Linked DNA regions of Zea mays: region 1 is linked to region 2. The links are chromatin contacts, called in public Hi-C maps. All regions are on one chromosome and are shown on one strand. Each heading gives the region's core, a stretch centred on a gene start, on an enhancer-like site or on the middle of the called end of the contact. The rest is flanking DNA. Distances are from core to core; before and after follow the strand shown.

Region 1 (2,700 bases), core at 98-2,597, 140 kb after region 2:
ACCCCCAACAGTTGTTTTGGTGGTTGAGGGTTATAAATACCTCCAACCACCTCCACTCCAACCATCCAAGCATTCATCACTCTCCATTCAATACAAGAGCAAAGTGCAACACTCCAAGACACAAATCAAAGCCAAAGATCCGATCAAAGTCCCCAATTCAATTCTAGTGCATTAGGACTTGTGAGAGGATCACTTGTGTTTCTTGTTGCTCTTGTTTGCTTGGCTTGGCTTTCTTTTCTTTCTCACTTCTTACTCTCAAGTGCTTTGCAAGCGAGGCAAGAGACACCAATTGTGTGGTGATCCTTGCTGAGTCTAAGTGACCCGTGAATTAAGGAAGAAGCCTCACCCGGTCTAAGTGACTGTTTGAGAGAGGGAAATGGTTGAAAAAGACCCGGTCTTTGTGACCACCTCAACGGAGACTAGGTTCTTTATAACCGAACCTCGGTAAAACAAATCACCATGTCATCCGCTTTATTTTCTTGGTTGATTTGTTTTCCCCTGTCTCCCGGACTTGGATTTTATTCTAACGCTAACCTCGACTTGTAGTGTGTTTAAAGTGTAAATTTCAGTTTTCGCCTATCCACCCCCTCTAGGCGACTTTCACCTTTTGACTAAGATAAAACATAATATTTGTTTTCATCAATTTAATATCTGATATGTGGACCATATATTCACTTTGCGGTTAAACTTATTTTTATGAGTATCAAATATAATTATGTACCGTCCCAATACAGGGACATTGAGTAATACTGAATCCACCTCTTCCTCTCACAAGCTGTCTTGGAATCTATGAGTAACTCACTCTCAGCTAGGTATTAGTGACTAGCCCAATTATCTTCTCTTCATGTATCTTTTATAGCATCTCCAAGAGGGACTCTAAACATGGCCCTAACCATAAAATACTCTTCCAACGATGGTTCTATTTTATAAAATTTCATCCATGACTATAGTGATCGGTCTCTCGGGTCCTTAAATATAATACCCTATATGCTATAACCATATCCTCGTTTTATCTTATTTTCTAATAATATGATTTATTTTCTAAATACTATTATTTAAGACTCAACTGTTGAAGTGAAAACTTTTTTAGGCTCTAAACACGTTAAATATGATACTATTTTAAAATTTAGGACTCTATTTTAGAGTTTATTGTTGGAGATGCTTTTAGTGGTAGGATTAGTGGTATGAGAAGATAGATGGCAAAATAAAATGATGAAAGAGACCATTAAAAAGAGGAAGCAATAGTAAATTTGTAAAACACGTGAAATCAGGAATCAGGAAAGGAAAGGAGCAACCGCCGCTCTCTCCATCCATCGCCTTCCCCATCTCCCCCAGTTCCCCTCGTCGTCGCTTCTTCCAAACCCTAGCGGCCTAGCCTGCCTCCTACCTCGCCCGCCGACCTATCTCTGCCAGTCCTATTCCCCGCGGCAGCGCGGGATCTCCTCGCTCCCGTCGCTCCCTGCACCTACGGTACAACCGCTCCATCCAAACGAGATCCAGCGGATGGAACCCCCGGCGGCGAAGGAGGCGCCGCCACTTCAGCCTGCGGCGGAGGAGGACGCGATGCTCTCTGCGACGGCGGCCATGGCGAAGGAAGCCGCTGTAGCGTTCCAGGGCTGCCGCTACGCCGACTGTGCCGCAGTGCTCACGAGGCTGCTGGACAAGAAAGAGGGCGATCTCAAGGTGCACTTGTAACTACTCTTTGTGTCTTTCCTAAAGAGGAGTTAGGAGCTCTTGCAGTTTAAGTTTGTGTGCGGAATCTATTGTTGGACACTAACATAGCAAATCAATAGGTTAGACACATCTGTGGTTATGTACAATTGGTCTGGTTTGGCTGTTTGGGTTCCAATCATGTATGTTTGAGTTCCAAGTTCCAACTGTGTAGTTCATAGTTGTTTGAGTTCTCATGGTTGTTTTGAGTTCCAACTGTACTGTCTGTTTGAGATGTCTGTTAGGCGAGGGGTTCAAGACAGGTTCAAGTTTGCTTATGAACTTTGCTGTATGGATTCATCTTCACCATATCTTGTTCTCTGTGCGTGTGCATGCAGCTGTTTCTTGAGCTGCCTTTTCGAATGCCACCACCCAGTTTTACTCAACATCCATGTTATTATGTACGGTTCTGTTTTCTCAGAAATTGTGCCTAAGGTAACTTGTTCAGTGAAACTGTTTAATCTGGCCGCCTTATTATGCTATAAATTCAGAACATAATCTATCTGAATTCTGAAAACAGCAAGGTAAACAGTTACTTTGGAATGGTGGACAATATGGTTTTCCAATTTCCATTGTCTTTGTATAGGACAACCATTAGCTTAGACCAATACACTTTCTTCTTTTGCTTTGAGAAGAAATAATTCTTCTATCAGAATTGTTTTCCTTTCATGTGATGTCACAATTTTGAAATTTCAGGTACACCATAACATGGCCATCACTGAATTCTTCTTGGATGATTGTCCTGATTCAAACAGGCTGCTTAAAATTCTTGGTGATTTTAAGGTTAGCGAATCTGCATTATTCATTGTGCTATCATTTTATTGACATGTTAATTTGCAGTGAAGTAACATAAATGACTGTATTTTATATAAGTAAATGTGTGGATGTTACATTTGTGTGTGGCTAGTTACAAAATTCTTTCATTTATAGATAGCGGATTCTGTTGTTTATTCTTGTACTATGTTCTGCATATCTGTATATTCCCTTAGT
Region 2 (2,866 bases), core at 48-2,547:
CAGGTCACTGCAACAATTCCTACTACTGACCTCGCTCTTCAGTATCCCGCATAGGTCCTGGATCGTAGAACAATTTCCCGGAATGACTTCTCCATCGATCAAGTGTTGGTGCGTTGGTCCGGGCTCGATGGTAATGGTATGAAGCCACCCTTAATGTGATGTTCTCAGACACTACCGCTTGGAGGCAAGCGTTGTCGCAAGGAGGGGGTGTCAGCTCCCCTACAAGTGGACAGGCCAGTGTAGGAGGAAACCCACTGTGCATTAGGCAGGCCCGGAGTGGCAGTAGGTTGGGGGCCCAAGTAGAGTGCCTGTTATATATGTGCCGGTGGTGGGAATGAGGGTTATGAACTTTGTAAACTGAACTTGCTACACACGTTCTCCTCCCCCATCTGGTTGCTTCCAACCCCGATCTGTTACTTCTTCCCCATGAGATCGAGGCGGGCTGCTAACACATAATTAATCCTATATGCAGGTTCGCGGATAACCTGCCAAGCATATATAAAGACAAGGAGCTTAATAAGGAAAAAAATATTCTGTTAATGCCCTAGATGTTTGGAGCACAAACATTTTCGAACCATGATAGCAAATAATACACCAAAATGGCTAGACGATCTTGCTAATATGTGATTCTCCAAAAAATCTTACATCTGTATCGATTGCAAATAATCTGCGTTACAAACTATTGGAAGCTCGTTTCTCCAAGGAGACACTCAAATCCTTATAAGCAACACAACAATCTAGTAGACGGAGTATCTCAAAAAAAACATACGTCGGGAGCCAGTGGGTGTACCTGGGGCACAAGCATGACTCCAACGGTGATGCCCGAGGCGAGGTCGGCCTGGAGGTCCTGCTTCCATCTGTAGTTCCGTGTCCACGCCACACACGGCAAGGCCGCCTCCGCCCAATCAAGCGGCCCCATGCCCCGAGCCCTTCCCACCACCGCCCGCCACCACGGCGACGTGGAAGACGTCGACAGAGAACCCAGCGGATGCCGCAGCGGTATTACCCTCAGCGTCCTTCCACCTCCGGAAGCTGCGGCAGCTAGTTCGCTGTAGCTCCTTGACGCGTAAGAGGATCCCTCCATTTGATTTGACGGTTCCACCGCCTTCTAAATTTCAGAAGAAGCGCTGGGTGCAGAAATCCAGTGGGGAACGCGGGAGCCAGCCCAGTGGTGATTGGTGAAGATGCTCCGGTGGGGAACGCAGAGGTGGTGGCTGTGGATCGTCGATCGCGTGCAGCGGAGGCGAGGGGCGGCGGGGAACGGGAATGGCCGTACGTTTCCCCACAATGTGAACGGCTGGACAACGCATGAATACGACTTAAGAGCAAGTCTCATCTATCTCTACCTTTCAACCCACTAGTATAGAGCCTGTAGATTTTAATAGTATAGCTAATTATTGGTTGTAAGAACCTTTATAGCCTAGCTTTCAACCCACTCGTATACACTGTTAGGTGGATGCCCGTGCGTTGCAACGAGAAGATAAAATATCACGATAATTCATATACAAATGTATTATAATATTATAGGAAAAGGTTACAAATGTGTTATAATATTTAGGAAAAAAAACAAACTCACAGCTTGTGCATTTATTGGGACCTGAAAACAATAGGTGGACTAACCTCCCCACATGACGAAAAAGCAATGGAGTTGCAATTGCAAGCACACAAAAAAGTGGTCTGCACAAGAAAGCTTATATCATGGCAGATGTTCTTCGGATTTGGAAAATAATACACGAGAAAAAGAAGACATGGAAAATATATAGTTCTACACGTCTATTATTGATGCACCATCGGTATTGCACGAATCAACTTGTGCTGATGCTAGTACATCATCCAAAGTTGCAGTCTGCTTGTCCTTCATCTGCTCTACATTGTCCTGTACCCCCTGCTGCCACATCCTAATCTGCACCTCGATCACCCTCTGCTCCTCCTATCTAAAACTCCCAACTCCAACCAAAATAGGTGAGCTTGGTATCTAGGTGCATCAATAGAAAAAATGGATTTCGCGTAGATGACAAGATGTAAAATAGATTTAGTACACTGCCCCCTTAATAGTTAGTAGAGATTTAAAACCTGTAAACCACACACAAACCATATTGGTCTATATCAACCTGTTTATTGATGCAATCTAAATTATAATTATGATGTCTTACAATTTCTAATAATAGTCAAATATGTCGACAATCGTACATTAATCTAATCTTTTTTAGCGATACTGATAAGTCGTTGTTGTATATTTGGAGGGATAGCATAGCAGCATGAATTCTCCTCGTCACTTAATAGATCAATTACAAAGTTCCTTCGAAGAATCTTTGCATCCTACACACAAAAACACAAGAGAACAAAACGTCAAATTTATATTATGTAACTGAAATGTATGTTTGAACATGAACCAAACGTACTCCACTCACCCTATTAAATTTCATTCGTCTACCACTCCCCCACATGACCATAGCTTGTAGAACGACGTAGCTTGTATTAACCCTACAGAATAATGTTTGGCCAACTATATTATATACAATGGTTATCATAGAAAAAATTTAAATTGTTGAGAACATGGTATTGAGAAAATACCCTTTTAAGTCCATTGGAAGACCAGACCGAATTGTATGTTCCCACTTAAAAATATCATCTGCCTATCCAAAACGTTTCTTATTGTAGGCAATCTTATATTTCTTGGAGGCCATGATAATTGCTTCCGCAAACCTCTTGTATGGCATGTGTTTACACCAATCTTGAGTGGGTGTAAAGTCTATAAAAGTTACGTGCTTTTTACCATGATCGATTATGAAAAGTGCGTAGCATCCGTTGAATTTCCATGGCATAAGAACCTACAAAATACCAGTCATTAGGATTGCAACGAAGT

What was found. Hi-C and Micro-C count contacts between places; a contact is called where the count stands out from the background.
Region 1: a Hi-C map of ear shows a contact between it and region 2, with 2.6 times the contacts expected there. The contact joins the promoter of LOC100383212 here to the promoter of sfp7 in region 2. A contact is called at or near these places in 6 of 25 Hi-C or Micro-C datasets (ear, endosperm, leaf and 1 more).

Annotation. Positions count from the first base shown.
Region 1 is chr2:166,023,369-166,026,068 of Zm-B73-REFERENCE-NAM-5.0, forward strand. LOC100383212 (Tetratricopeptide repeat (TPR)-like superfamily protein) reads left to right here and starts at 1,348. Exons shown (of 6, transcript NM_001175874.1): 1 at 1,348-1,683; 2 at 2,407-2,493. The coding sequence starts at 1,504.
Region 2 is chr2:165,883,586-165,886,451 of Zm-B73-REFERENCE-NAM-5.0, forward strand. sfp7 (sulfate transporter7) reads right to left here and starts at 1,298. Exons shown (of 17, transcript NM_001319700.1): 1 at 791-1,298. The coding sequence starts at 1,084.